2 separate regions of the Macaca mulatta genome follow, and region 2 is linked to region 1. The links are chromatin contacts, called in public Hi-C maps. All regions are on one chromosome and are shown on one strand. The core of a region is the stretch at or near the end of the contact, and the rest is flanking DNA. Distances in the headings are between cores, read along the strand shown. Region 1 holds the start of HSP90AA1 (heat shock protein 90 alpha family class A member 1). Region 2 holds the start of ZNF839 (zinc finger protein 839).

What was found. A called contact is a pair of places that touch in the nucleus more often than the background predicts.
Region 2: a contact with region 1 is called in a Hi-C map of fetal cortical plate, with 4 times the contacts expected there. The contact joins the promoter of ZNF839 here to the promoter of HSP90AA1 in region 1. A contact is called at or near these places in 4 of 14 Hi-C or Micro-C datasets (CD4 T cells, fetal cortex germinal zone, fetal cortical plate and 1 more).

What each region holds. Positions count from the first base shown.
Region 1 is chr7:175,438,972-175,442,409 of T2T-MMU8v2.0, reverse strand. HSP90AA1 (heat shock protein 90 alpha family class A member 1) reads left to right here and starts at 1,902. Exons shown (of 11, transcript NM_001195667.1): 1 at 1,902-1,960; 2 at 2,559-2,720; 3 at 2,810-3,176. The coding sequence starts at 2,559.
Region 2 is chr7:175,663,252-175,666,689 of T2T-MMU8v2.0, reverse strand. It overlaps ZNF839 (zinc finger protein 839), which reads right to left and starts at 1,533. Exons shown (of 10, transcript XM_077941739.1): 1 at 1,471-1,533. MOK (MOK protein kinase) reads left to right here and starts at 1,601. Exons shown (of 11, transcript XM_077941765.1): 1 at 1,601-1,785. The coding sequence starts at 1,779.

The DNA of each region.
Region 1 (3,438 bases), core at 653-3,152:
GGGAGGGGCTTTGGGGCAGGTTCACTGGAGAAACGGGGAAAAATGAAGGTCCCAAAAACAAAAGACAGACTGTCAGAGCTAGGGCCCGGGATGGCTCTTCTATAAGAAATCTCAAACCCCATTGGCAATGGCAGAAACTGCGGTAGGAAAAGTTCCAAGTGAGGAGAGTGGGGACAGTGGCTGGTGGTGACAGGAAGGAAACAGGCGGAGGAGGCACTCGCCAGGGAAGACCTTGCGCCCCTTCAGCGACCTGCTCACCGCCACGCCTGCTTCCGGATTCCTCCCCGCCGGTCCCGGCTGCAGTGTAGGGAAGGCCTGGGCCGGGGGCGCCCCCCAAGGCTGCGGAACAGCTATCACGGGAGCCGGCACACACCCAGTAACCACCGCTGGGGCCCGCGCCACGTGGCTGCTAGTTTCCATCCACCCCGCTTTGTAATGCTGGGCAAGACGCTTTATGTTGATTTCACACACTCTTAAAGGGTCCCAGGCCGCAGTCTGAAAACCCCTGCTCCTGAGTAAGTTGGTTTCCCTAGAGACCAGGAAGCGGAGGTAGTTCCGTCGTTTGTTTACACGGTAAGGAGCTTCCAGATTATTCCGAGGACCTGGCTATGAGTTTAGGCAGGAGGAGGCCCAATCATGGGAGGCGCCAGAGAGGAAGAGGACATGGACGAGGCATGGGAGCCAAGTCTAAGGAACCCCAACACCTCTAAGGTTCTCATAGCTGGCCTTGACCAAAATATCTGAAAATTCTCATGTAGAAACTGGTTCTTCCAGCCTGAGCAACATGGTGAAACCCCAACTATACAAATAAATACAAAAACTAGCCGGGTGTGGTGTCCGCGCTTGTGGTCCTCCGCCCGCGCTCGTCCCAGTTACTCGGAAAGCTGAAGTAGGAGGATCACCTGAGCCCGGGAGGTCGAAGCTGCGGTGAGCCAAGATTGTGCCACAGCACCCCAGCCTGGGCGACAGAGGGACAGCCTGTCCAAAAACAAAAAAACACCAAACCTGTCTTTTAGGGAAGGTTAATCACCAAAATGTCAAGTGTTAGATACTTAATTTGGAGACCTCAAATCGATCGGCAAAACGATGGGCTTTTAAAAAGCATGCCGGGTGTAGCTGGGTAAGCATGAATTTATTCACCAAGGGCCCGATTCCCAAGCTAAGGGACCCTGAAGTGTGAAGGACATGGCTTCCGGGGAACCCAAAGGTAGGGAGCGCTCCTGAGCCAGCAGTGGGTCTGGAGACTCCCCGAGCGCGCAGGCCGCGGGACGGCGTCCCCTGCGCGCAGCAGCTAGAAGCCAACAGCCCAAAGGCCCCCAGGGAGCAGAGCCCCGCGATCCCGGCGCCGCCTGCGGCTGGATTTTTTGGCAGCGGGCGCGCCGTCCGTGAGGATGACGGCTCCGGTAGTCTCCCGGGCGTGCGAGACCCGGGGCGCTCCCCGTCCACGCACGGCCCTCCCTCCAGGCGCGCCTCCCGCCCCAGCCCCGCATTCTGCGCAGCCCGGGTGACCAAACTACACCTCACTTCAAAGGCCCCCACGCCCGGGCGTGCCCTCCGCCCGCGCTCGGCAGGTGGGAGTGCAGGGAGGAGGGCGCGGGCGGCCCCAGAAGGCGCCCGGACCTTCCCGAGAATTCCAGGCCGCGCAGGCGCATTGAGGTCGGCGCGGGGGCGTGCGAGAGGCGCGGGGCGGTGATTGAGGGAAGGTTTCCCGGGCTGGGCCATGAGCAGGGCCTGCGCGCGCCAGCGGGAGGGGCGGGCCACGGCGAGGGCGCAGGCGCAGGCGCGCGGCCGCGGCGGCGGTTGGGGAGGGTTCTTCCGGAAGGTTCGGGAGGCTTCTGGAAAAAGCGCCGCGCGCTGGGCGGGCCCGTCGCTATATAAGGCAGGCGCGGGGGCGGCGCGTCAGTTGCTTCAGCGTCTTGGTGCTGCTGTGCCGTGGAACGTTTGCAGCCTTTTAGCCAAGGTGTGAGGGGCGGTTGTGGGGGCCTGTGGAGGTGGATTGGGGAGTGGGGGCGGTTGGCGCGGAGCGGAGGCTGTGGGGGCCGAACGGGAGCCCTGAACCCGCCAGGGCCGCTCTCCCGGGAGGCCGCGCTGCCTATTCCGGAGGCCGTGGGCCCGCTGCTGTCTCCGCAGCCCGCCTCAGGAATGGGCTGGGCGGCTGCTCCCCGAGTCTCCGCGGCAGCCCCGGAGCTGGCGCCGCACGCGAGCAGAGCGGCCCTTTGGCTGGGGGCCCCCCGGGCGGCCCAGCTGGGGCGCAGGCGGAGGAGGCCGCCCTGGCGGAGCCGCGGCCCGCGCGGGAGGGCACACGGGGTGTCGGTTGGGGACCGCGGCGCGGGACTGGGCCGGGCCTGCAGTGGCCTCCCGGAAGCGCGCACACGCTCGTGGTAGTTACCGCGCTCCGAAATGAGGTCATCCTTTGTCAGCCGCCCTTCTATTTTCGGTTTACTTAAACTTCGCAAATCTGCAATCCGGCTTTAAAAATATTGGGAGGACGCGATGGAATCTCGTGTTGCCCCTGTAGACGCCCTGCAGGGTTTTAAACCGGCGCGGTGTCGTTCCAGATGCCTGAGGAAACGCAGACCCAGGACCAACCGATGGAGGAGGAGGAGGTTGAGACGTTCGCCTTTCAGGCAGAAATTGCCCAGTTGATGTCATTGATTATCAATACTTTTTATTCGAACAAAGAGATCTTTCTAAGAGAGCTAATTTCAAATTCATCAGATGTAAGTCGTTTATTAACCCAGAATAGGATTTTGGTTTCAATATGAACTTCTTGGGGGCTGTATGCTTAATTAATATTTTGTGTTAATAGGCATTGGACAAAATCCGCTATGAGAGCTTGACGGATCCCAGTAAATTAGACTCTGGGAAAGAGCTGCATATTAACCTGATACCAAATAAACAAGATCGAACCCTCACTATTGTGGATACTGGAATTGGGATGACCAAGGCTGACTTGATCAATAACCTTGGTACTATCGCCAAGTCTGGGACCAAAGCGTTCATGGAAGCTTTGCAGGCTGGTGCAGATATCTCCATGATTGGCCAGTTCGGTGTTGGTTTTTATTCTGCTTATTTGGTTGCTGAGAAAGTAACTGTGATCACCAAACATAACGATGATGAGCAGTACGCCTGGGAGTCCTCAGCAGGGGGATCATTTACAGTGAGGACAGACACAGGTAGGTACCTGAACACTCACTGGTTAAGTCAGTGGCGGAATGGTGGGGTGTTGCAACCCTTGGACCCCTGGGGATGCGGCGAAGTTCACAGAAAGTGTGTTTACCCAAGGATCAGGAACAAGCTAGAGCTCTGAATTAGTGTGTAATGGCATGACTTGGTGATTACTTCTTTTGGGCAAGGCACTTAGATCTGCTGTGGGAGCCTTTGCATCTGTAGTAAGGGCAAACCTCGCTTCATAGACACGTTATAAGGGTTAAGCAT
Region 2 (3,438 bases), core at 284-2,783, 220 kb before region 1:
TCTCTCTTCCTCTCCCCCTTCCTCCCTCCTTCCTTCCTTTTTTTTTTTTTTTTTTTTTTTTGAGATGGAATCTCACTCTGTCACCCAGGCTGGAGTGCAGTGGCATGATCATGGCTCACTGTAGCCTCAACTTTCTGGGCTCCAAGGATCCTCCCTCCTCAGCCTTTCAAGTAGCTGGGACCACAGGCATGTGCCAACACGCCTGACTCATTTTTGTATTTTTGGTAGAGATGGGGTTTCACTATCTTGCTCAGGTTGGTGTTGAACTTCAGAGCTCTAGTGATCCTCCTGCCTTGGCCTCCCAAAGTGCCTGGATTACAGGCATGAGCAACTTTGCCTGGCCCACATCTTTCTTCTTACCCTCACACTAGGCTAATAATTAGAAAATTTTAGGATAGAGGTTACTGTCCCTTGGTACTTGGAAAGCTGCACTTCTCTGTCTACTATGTCTAGTTTTGCTGCTGAGAAGTCCAACATCATGCTGGAACCCAATCTTTTGGATATGATCAGTTTTTCTCTTTTGATACTTTTGGAACTTCTCACTCTCCCTATTGCTCTGAAATATCATGAGATGCTTTGGTGCCAGTCTTTTTTATTCATGTATCCCACATGCCTAGAGCAATACCTGGCAAATAGGTGTTTAATAATATTTGTTGAATGAGCTGGGAGTGGTGGCTCACGCCTGTAATCCCAACACTTTGGGAGGCCAAGGCAGGCATACTACTTGAGGTCAGGAGTTCAAGACCAGCCTGGCCAACGTGGTGAAACCCCATCTCTACTAAAAAAAAAAAAAAAAAAAAAAAAAAAAAAATTAGCTGGGCATTGTGGGATATGCCTGTAATCCCAGCTATTCAGGAGGCTGAGTCAGGAGAATTGCTTGAACTCGGGAGGCAGAGGTTGCAGTGAGCCGAGATCACTCCATTACACTCCAACCTGGGCAACAGAGCGAGACTCTGTCTCATAAAAAAAAAAAAAAAAAAAAAGAGAAAAAAGAAAAAGAAAAAGAAAAGAAAAACTGCCCAGTCGCTGTGGCTCACGCCTATTATCCCAGCATTTTGGGTGGCCAAGGCGGGCTGATCACTTGAGGTCAAGAGTTCGAGACCAGCCTGGCCAACATAGTGAAACCCCGTCTCTACGAAAAATATAAAAATTAGCCGGGTTTGTTGGCGGGCACCTGTAATTCCAGCTACTCAGGAGGCTGAGGCAGGAGAATCGCTTGAACCCGGGAGTGGGAGGTTGCAGTCAGTCAAGATCGTGCCACTGCACTCCAGCCCGGGCGACAAAGCGAGACTCCGTCTCAAAAAAAAAAAAAAAAAAAAAAAATTCGCGTAGAAGCTCCCAAGCCCAATTAAAGCTCAAGGCTATCGTCCACGTAGTGGGTTCCAAATCGTTCAGTTCCCAGGCCAGCAAAGAAAGCGAGCCGGGTGAAAGTCGCCTCTGTGCGAAGGCGGGGAATTGCACAGTATTTACATGGAAGCGCCGGAGAGGTTGCTTAGCAACCCTGCTGAGCGAACGGGCTTCACTGCGCACGCGTATACGGGCGGAGCATCTTGCGCACGCGCGAGCGACAGGTCGTGGCGTTCAGGGCCTGACGGTTGCTAGGGTGACAGGGACACAACATGGCGGCCGGATGCTAACGCTCTCCTTCGAGGGACCACCACGGAGATCCTAGTGCGGGACCCCGCCTCAGGGAAGTGGAAAGCAGGGGGACACCCTTCCTGCGTTTTTCTTTTCCGTCCAGTGTCGGCAAGGGGTTGTCGCCAGCTTCCGCATCCAAGATGAAGAGTGAGTGGGACCAGGGATGGGGGCAGGGACTGGAGAGCGAGTGGCGGGGGCGGGAGGGACTGGGGGAGCTTGAGGGGCCTGTGGGGCCGGCGGGGCCGGGCGTCGTCGCCTTCTGCCGTGGCGGCTCTGCATGTGGACCCCGAATCCCCCTTGGCTGGAAGAAGCCGGTGCCCCTGGGGGAAGCTCGAGGGGTTGGGGCTAGGTTGGGAACTTTGGGGTCTCGGAGAGCCGACCTAAGTCCCGTTCAGGCATATTTGGTGCCGGTGCGTAGTTCTTACATTGAAGTTTAGGGAGTTGAGTGTGATTCATTTTATTTATTTATTTATTTATTTATTTTTTTTTTTTTGAGACGGAGTCTTGCTCTGTCACCCAGGCTGGAGTGCAGTGGCCGGATCTCAGCTCACTGCAAGCTCCTCCTCTCGGGTTCACGCCATTCTCCTGCCTCAGCCTCCCGAGTAGCTGGGACTACAGGCACCCGCCACTTCGCCCGACTAGTTTTTTGTATTTTTTAGTAGAGACGGGGTTTCACCGTATTAGCCAGGATGGTCTCGATCTCCTGACCTCATGATCCGCCCGTCTCGGCCTCCCAAACTGCTGGGATTACAGGCTTGAGCCACCGCGCCCGGCCTCATTTTATTTTTTTAAATGCTGGCTCGAACCTGACATTCTTTTCTTGAAGATTCGGCAGAAACGCAGGGAGCGCTTATAGTGTGGCTCCCTGCCTTTTCATGGTACTGGTTTAGTGTCCAATTGAGAGGAAAGCTGGGCTGTGTGCTTTATTTTATTTTTTGGGTCAAGCAGTAGTGTTTTATAGGAACCATTTTTTAATAGTCATTTTGAAGCAACCTTTTAGTTAAAAGCTGTTACTTCAGAGTTGGAAAATGAGGTAGTCATTCTAGAAAATGTAACGGGTAAAAAAATTTACCTCTGGTAGGATTTGTGGATTATTGACAATCCGAGTGCAAGCAGCTAGAATGATTTTTTATTATTACTGTACATATATAATTGTTTATGGCTGTGAACCAGAGGTGCAGTAAAAATTCAGACCTTTGCTGTGAAAAGATTATGTTAGGAGTAGTTATAATGTTAAATTTGTGTTGTGTTCTAATTGTCAATAGTGTACGTTGCATAATATTTAAAATAATTCATTCACCCTTTACAAGGCATTTTTATTTTTATTTTCTTTTGTTGGATATTGTTTAATGTTTACCTTTTTCATTAACGCACTACAAAACTGTAGTTAGAATCAAAAGTCTACAAAAGACTTTACACTTTTACTTACAGTGCAGACTATGTATACTGCACATATTTTGTACTGTATTCCTTTTTTCTTCCCATCTGTTTGTTTTGAAAATTTTCAGATGTACAGGAAAGTTGCAAGAGCGGTACACTGGATATTTATAAACCCGTCCTTCACTTAGACGCACCATTTTGCCTTATTTTTGTGTGCTCACTTTCGCTCTGGTGTTTTCTCTCTCCCATTTGTGTATTTATTTTCACTGGACCTTTCAAGAGTTAGTTGTAGACTACTGATAATTCACCACTTCTTTCAGCAGTTATCTGCCAAGAACAAGGACATTCTCCTACATCATCACATTACAAATAACACATTTAGAACATTTAACGATGATACAATACTCTAATATACAGTCC